2 separate regions of the Gossypium raimondii genome follow, and region 2 is linked to region 1. A link is a contact called in public Hi-C data. All regions are on one chromosome and are shown on one strand. The core of a region is the stretch at or near the end of the contact, and the rest is flanking DNA. Distances in the headings are between cores, read along the strand shown. Region 1 has its middle 36 kb from the start of LOC128040299. Region 2 holds the start of LOC105797346 (serine carboxypeptidase 1).

Region 1 (3,739 bases), core at 188-2,687:
TGGTGCATCCGTAAATGTTGTTCATAAATGTTGGCTTATGCATCACCTTAAGTTATTTCTTTAAAACCAAAACCAAATAAATCAATACAATGAGATATCTCTAATATTTGTGTTTTGAAATCATGTTTAAATTTTTTTTATCTTAGTTATATTAGCTATAAAAAAGTTTAGATTTTATTTTAGATGCAATAGTTGAATAATTATTTTGTTATATAAAGAGATTTAAGTAAATGTAAGTGAAAAATATGTTAGATTGATTTTTTTAATTTTTAAAAGTTTTCAATTTTTAATTTTTAGATATTTTAGAAATTTAAGAGTTCTTTATTTTTTAGTTTTTTTGTTAGATTTTTCATAATACCTGTTTTTAAATTTTAACAGATTTTTAGATTTTCTTAGAATTTTTAGCTTTTTTGTTAAATTCTTTTAAAATCTCAACAATTTTTTATAATTTTAGAATCTTTCAAATTTATAATTTTTAATAATATTTTACCATCTTTATAAAAAAAGAAATATAGAGAAAAATAAACAAGATCATGGGGGCCTTCCATAATTTTTAGAATCGTTTTTTTAAATTGACTTAAATGTTAGAAATTAATGATTTATAAGATTAATTAAATCAATTCAGAAATTAATCAAAATTAACAATTAATTGAAATTAATTTTTTATAAAAAAATTTTGACAATCCCTTAATTAATGACCTGACAACTAATGTGATAAATAATATGTGTGATCCCATTTCAATTTTCATAATTTTTTTTACTTCTTTTTTCTACTAATTTCAGACCGGCCACATTCATTCTACTTGATGATCTCCCCACTAGATTTTCTTAGAACCCATTTTTCTTACAAGTAGCATAACCATCAAATCCTACTCTAAAGATTCCATTGACTTATACAGATTTCCTAAGTGTTCCATAAATGGGAAATGGGTTTCTCTTTTTAGCTCTAGACTAGCTCAAATCCTCCATCGCAATTTCTTTGGCATGATCACAAGTTGCGGCCGATTGAGTCCATTTCTGTTGGATCCAACTGTGGTTATTGGGTGACAAAGAACTTCCTCAACTCGAGGAGCCAAGGGGCAACCCCTCCTTTCAGTCGTGTGGAACAGTGAAACTGATAAGTGAATAAGTGGACGGAAACTTTTGAGAACCATACAACATCATTACATTCATTTGACTTCAATATCCTTCTCTCCAGGAGCATAGTTTTTAGACAGTAATGGATACATTACGGGGCCTTATTGGAGTCTTGTGGGGCTCCAAGGCGTATACACCTTCCTTTTACTGGTAAAAAGCTTCGAAAATGCAGCGCGCACTTGGTCACGATCAATAACACTTTTAGTAACGCACACATCCCCTCTTGTTATACCCTTACCCGGTGTGGAATCGTGGCACCGTGCAGGGCTATCTCGAAAGCATCTGTGGATGGCCCTATGCCTTTCTTGTGACCAGCCACTCGGACATCTCGTTGCCGTCATTATACCACCCGCTATTTTGCCACCCATGGAGATTGTTTACAAGTTGTCTCAAGTCACGTCACTTTATAACCCACCTTTCGACTAGGGGAGGGGACAATTGTTATACCCCTATCTGTCGTGGACACATGGCACAACGAAGAGCTATCTGAAAAGTACCTGTGGATGGCCTTTTACCTCACCTTGACCTGTGGCCAGACACCCGAATATCTTGTCTCTCATAAGACACTCATTGTTAGGTTACCCGCTTTTATTGAGAACACCTTTACTATCAAAAGAGACCAATGAGATATAACAATTTTGTACTACATCAGCAAGGAGAATTACAGAGTAGTATCGTGCTTGACGAAAACTCACGTATAATGGTCTTACCACCGACTGATTGCACGACCACCATGTCTCAAATTTACCAGTAACATGACATTACTGTCCACGAGATTTCCCTCCCTATAAGTACTCTATTTATGAGGAAAGGATTTTCTTCCCCATCAACAACCTTAAAAGCCTTCCTCAACACTCTCAGCACTCTATCTCCTTCACCTACAAAGTATCCTCCTCTCTCACCCTCCTACTTATTTGACTCTCCGTTTGTGTAGATGAATCAATCTCCTTTACCTCACATCTCTATATTTCATCCCTTACTGATTTTTTGCATCAATGACTCTAAATTATTGTCCTATTTTAATCATGATTTGATTATTTCTTAATTAATGAAAACCTGTATAATGCACTCCTCGGTGGGATTTTCAATTTCCTCACTGCCGTAGTGGCTTATAATTTATGTTGGTTCAGTTCATTCAGTTGGAAACAATGTGCTTTATACACTTGTAAGGTAAAAAGAAAGAACATGACATTGGCTCCCAAAGATCGAATTTAGATCTGCTGCATACTAACTTTTAAGAATGACACAACTCAGCAGATGAATAGGCTTGAAAAGTTTTGAGGCACAACAATTTAATTTGGTTTTTTTCCCATTTTTTGTTCTTCGATAACAAAAATTTTAAGTTAGTATCATTTTTTATATTTTTATTTACCTTCTAGTTTCAGTTAACCATTCTCAGGTTGTGAAAGTTGATTTTGATTTATAATCATTATTTATATTAATTAATAAGGTGAGTGTTTGGTATACCTTTTTTTTTCTTAATATTTTACTAAACACTATAAACTACTTAACCATTTAATCTTTACCGTGAAGTCTAAAAACTCCGTTGATAATATTCCCTAATTAATAATATAATTAACCTTTTCTCTATACATGTATAACTTCAACTTTGTTACATCTACCACGTGAACTATGATGCATGAACAGTAAATTCATGAACTTTTGAAGGCTATTTCAAAGGAGCAAATAGAAACAAAGTCAAGTATTTATTGGTTGTATACCAGAAATATCTCTTTCAACTACCAAATTATCTGCACCGCCATTTGACAAGGTAATGTTTTCGATCACATCATGGTATTGTGATCGTAGATATAATAAATATTATCACAGTCAATATCAGGTTTGATTCATCCTAATTATCAATAGTTTAATTTAACCTTTTGAAAACAAAATTTTTAATTTTGATCCCTAAAATTTACTATATTCTTTGCTTCTCCATCATACATAGTAATTCCAACATAGAAAAGGAACGGGGAGCAAATGCAATAAAGTTGCATGGGGCATGCACTTAGATTTCGTCAAATATGGGAAGATACTGAACCTGTCATTTCACGAATCCATGAGGACGCCCATCATAACCCAGAACACTGGATTTGCAACTTGCATCAATTGTAAGCGTTTAACTTTGAATAGTTGGTAACAGAGCTTGCCCTGCCGTCTTTCTAAAAGTCTATAAATACCCAAAGAGGCAAAACGCTTATAGGGCAGACATACATAAGTTTCTCTTTGAGCTTTTTAAATCTTCAGTCTTAATATAATTCAGTTGCCTTCCATGGCCAAAATCAACCTCATTTTAGCTGCTGTCTTTGTCTTTGTGTTATTATTCTCTTATAGAATCACGTTTACTGAGGGAAGGCTTTTGAAAGTTGACAAATTAGATGGGCCTGGAAATGTCGATATAACAAATGTGGTGACACACTTGAACCGTGACATTTTGGAAGAGGCATCATCGGCTGGCCATGTCAAAGGTACTACTACTGCTGCTGCTTATAGGTACGATGATTTCCAGCCCACGACTCCCGGTCACAGTCCTGGCGCCGGTCATGCTACCGGACCTTCCGGTAATTATAATAACTAGATTTATTAGTTTTATCCTATGTCC
Region 2 (4,097 bases), core at 1,322-3,821, 170 kb after region 1:
CTGAAATAATTTTGTCATCTCCATATTGCTATATCTCTAGAGTCAATAATTTTATATGAAGAACTATTGAACTCAATCACTTGTTGCCGTTACTCTTCAGTTGTTTGTTGAGGTCTATCTTATAGAGCTACTTAAATTGGATCAGTGATCAACTTTTAGGTTTCGTCGTAAACTTAATTGGTTCCTTCCAATTACGTAAATCAATAGATTTGGTTGATTATTTGTTTGTGTCCAATTATAAAGTAAAAATTTGAAGATTAAATATACTCTAAGCAAAACTTTTAGAATCTGACCGATAACCAAATTGGTCAGTCCGCAGGTTCATACGGTTCGATTAAATGACTCATTAAAAAACATAAAAAATGACCAATTCAATCAGTTATGTGCCCTGATTCAACCGGTCTGTATCGGTTCACAAGTCAACTAGTCTAATGCCTCTCTTCAGACCGATATTCAGGGCAGTTCTCAATTCGACCAGTCGGTCTGGTCTGACTCAAACAACCATGACTCTAAGTCTTTACGCATTATATGTTTGGAATTCAGTCCTTCAACTTTTATTTTCAAGAATTTATTCTCTACTTTATGTATTTAAAAATCCGCTTTCAAACTATATATAGCCACGTAGTATTTTAATTGAAAAGTTAATGATATTAACTATTTGAACTAATTAGTAAAATTATAAAAATATATATATAAACACTAACTTATGTTAGAAATTAAATATAAAAATCAAATATTACATTTAAGCATTAGAAATATCAAAATTAAAAATAAATCATTTTATAAAATGAAAAAAAAAAAAAGAGTTGGTAGGTATGTAAATAAGTTTTATCTGAGAACAGGCTTTCCTTGGGCTATTATAATCTATAATCAACAATAATACATGCATGATAGCGTTTTGATGGGCAAGGCCTGGTTGCTCTTCAATTGGAAATGGAGCTATGATGGAACTTGGCCCATTTAGAGTAGAAAAAGATGGTAAAACCTTGCATCGAAATGAATACGCATGGAATAAGGGTGAGTTCTTGCATTACATAACCGCCAAATTATCAGGGGTTTCCTTGAAAATGAATCATTGACTAACATTTTGTGTGTTAATATGCTAACATCATCTTTTTAGAATCGCCTGCCGGTGTCGGATTCTCTTACTCAAATAGAACCTCAGACTATAAGTCAAGTGGAGATTTAAGAACTGCCCAAGATTCCTTACCTTTCTTGTTTACTGGCTCCAAAGATTTCCTGAATACAAAACCAGGGAATTTTTCCTGGCAGGAGAGAGTTATGCAGGCCATTATGTACCCCAGGTTGCTCACACTAAACTCCAAAATAATCAACACACCAATCAAACTATAATCAATCTAAAAGGAATTGCAGTAAGTTCCTGTAAGAATGTTTTTATATATTTATGTTGTCATGAAATGAATGTTAACAGGGGGGGTGTTATTGATGTATTAGATAGGTAATGCTTCAATTGATTTTGAAACAATTATGAGAGGAGCAGTGGATTTCTAATGGACGCACGCCCTTACGTCTGATGACATATACACTGGACTTGCATTGAACTGCGATTATTCTACTCTAAATTTATCATCCAAAGTTTGCTTAGGATTTGTGGATAAAGCAAATGATGCTGCTGGTAACATGTATGCCTCTATGCTCCCTTATGCAATTCCTCCTCAACTTCCACTTACCTTATATACCAAGTTGGTGAATAGAATGTTCCTAGTATTTTTTTTCCACTTCTGCTTACTGAGAATTAAGAAATAGGTTTCGGCTTTCCATTCCTGCTCGAAAAATTATATTCATTCCATTAACAGTTTTGCCAATCATTAAGGAAGTAATGGACAGTGGAATTCGGGTTTGGATCTACAAGTTAGTCATTTGACTTAGTCCAATTTCATAACCTTGGATAAAAACATTGATAGCTCATTAAACAAGAATCAAAGTTCAAAACTTTCTAATCAAGTTTAATGGTATTATGTCAGTGGTGACACAGATGGTGCCCTGCCTCTATTATGTAGCAAATATGCCATAAACAAACTGGGGATGCGCATTAAGACTGCCTGGTATCCTTGGTACATCCATGGGGAGGTAAGAGTTTGAACTGAATTTCACTAATCTAATTATTGCTATTAGAAAATGAATCAAAGGTGATCAAGCTAATCATCTAGCTGGTTTTTGTCAAGGTTGGAGGGTATGCTGTTGGATATCAGAACTTAACATTTGTAACAGTAAGAGGAGCTGGACATTCTGTTCCCAGTTACCAGAAAGCCTGGGCCCTGGTGCTCTTCTCGTCCTTCCTAAACGGAAAGCTTCCGCCATCTGCACGAAGGTTCGACCGTTGAGAGAATGATAAATGTATTTTGCTAATTGACATATCATATTAACCGGAAATGTAATGTTAACTTTGTAACCAAGGGTTGAATGTTGAAAACCACACTCACCAAATTTCAACGTGGGCTAAATTTCATTCCCAAACAACAATAGGAATACATATCAAGCTGGCCCCAGGCCCCAGTAGATTTGTTAGCAAGTGCATCAAGCTGTGACTTGGCTACAAAATGGAAAATTATCCTCTGCCAGTATAAATTAGCATCAATATTGGCTTGCATACATACTTAATACTATTAGAAGCTTGCATAAGCTCTTGAGTCCAGAGGCCACCATGAAAGTTACTATTAAATACTTGCTGCTTGTGTTGTCTTGCTACTTTACAACTTTCCTCATTTCATGCAAGGGAAACCAGATTGCCAATCTCAACAGGTTGATCGAATCTCGCAAATCTCCTCACCCTGAATCATGGGCTCTACTAAATGATCAAGAAGATAGTCACAACTCTCCAGTGTATGTAGGATCCCAGAAAGGGATGATGCAAAGTGATAAGATCAACGCACTGCCGGGACAACCTGAAGGAGTGGATTTTGACCAATATGCCGGCTATGTAATGGTAGACCCTATAGCTGATCGAGCGTTGTTCTATTATTTTGTGGAGTCACCACAAAATTCTTCCGACAAGCCTCTCGTTTTATGGTTAAATGGAGGTATCAAATTTATCTATACTTCTGAATCAACAGATAGGTATCGAGTTTATTTGCATGGGTATAGAAAATGTCATATTAAATCAAAACTGAATATGCCATAGCAATAACATCTGCCATTTACTGCATCACATGGTCTGCATATGATAAGCTTGAGTATATGCAAAAAAGAGAAGTATTTGCATACTCAACCTTTGGGAAATATGATTGTATAAAGAAGCTTGACGATAGTTTCAGTACAACACCGATGTAGAACTCCCATGTTTAACCTATCCATAGATCAAACCTTGATTAATCATTTCTGTAGAAAAAGCATCCATTTTGAAACAATAATAGTACTAGAAAAGTGTTTTTCCATCTGAAATCAATATCATCCTTCAGCTTTTCATAGAAACAAAGAACTTAGTGTAGGACCATTTCACTGTTGCGAACCAGAGCACTTCAAATTCACGCTGCCCTGCATGTTACAACAGTCCACACGCATGGTAGAAATAAGGGACCTAGAATCTTCAGTTTTCCAACTTGCAAGGACCAGCAAGTTGTGTGATAGGCTGGTTGACTGAGTCCAGCCAGGTAGGGAGCCCACTTTACTAAGAATATCCCATTGGACTCTTTTATGTTCAAACAATAGCTACTGCTTTTCCACAAGAAAAGTTGACTAGTGATATAGTCTTTGTCCCGAAGCTTAATCATGAACCAGACATCATTGAGACATAATTCAGTGGGATCCCACCACTAATTAAACTAATTGAGCGGATTTCATGGCATGGACTGCCTTTGCTTGGATATTTCTTTCCACTTGATATAGACTTCTTTTTGAACCTGTACAAACACGTGTCATTTATCCTTCCCTTGTTTTTCCTAGTTTGTATCACTGAACAAGAACAGTTCAAGCAGTAAAGGAAAAATTAAAACAGAACAGCATATACTTTATTCATCAGCTCAGGCAACTAGATACTGAATTGTAACTTTAGGGAAGAATCCATCTATAACCTAATATATAGACATGAGGGGAGAAAAACAGAAAAAGGATTGATTGACTATGATGTACAGGTCCAG

The links. A called contact is a pair of places that touch in the nucleus more often than the background predicts.
Region 2: a Hi-C map of leaf shows a contact between it and region 1, with 2.4 times the contacts expected there. The contact joins the promoter of LOC105797346 here to the enhancer-like site in region 1. A contact is called at or near these places in 2 of 2 Hi-C or Micro-C datasets (both in leaf).

The regions. Positions count from the first base shown.
Region 1 is chr3:17,560,809-17,564,547 of ASM2569854v1, forward strand. No RefSeq gene overlaps it. Among protein-coding and RNA genes, the nearest start is that of LOC128040299, 36 kb to the right of the region's middle. Within about 2 kb of position 1,438, the one cell type or tissue checked has open chromatin away from gene starts, as enhancers often do. A contact at or near this core is called in leaf, where this site is marked.
Region 2 is chr3:17,725,334-17,729,430 of ASM2569854v1, forward strand. LOC105797346 (serine carboxypeptidase 1) reads left to right here and starts at 2,572. Exons shown (of 8, transcript XM_012627333.2): 1 at 2,572-3,041; 2 at 4,092-4,097. The coding sequence starts at 2,666. It also overlaps the pseudogene LOC105795732.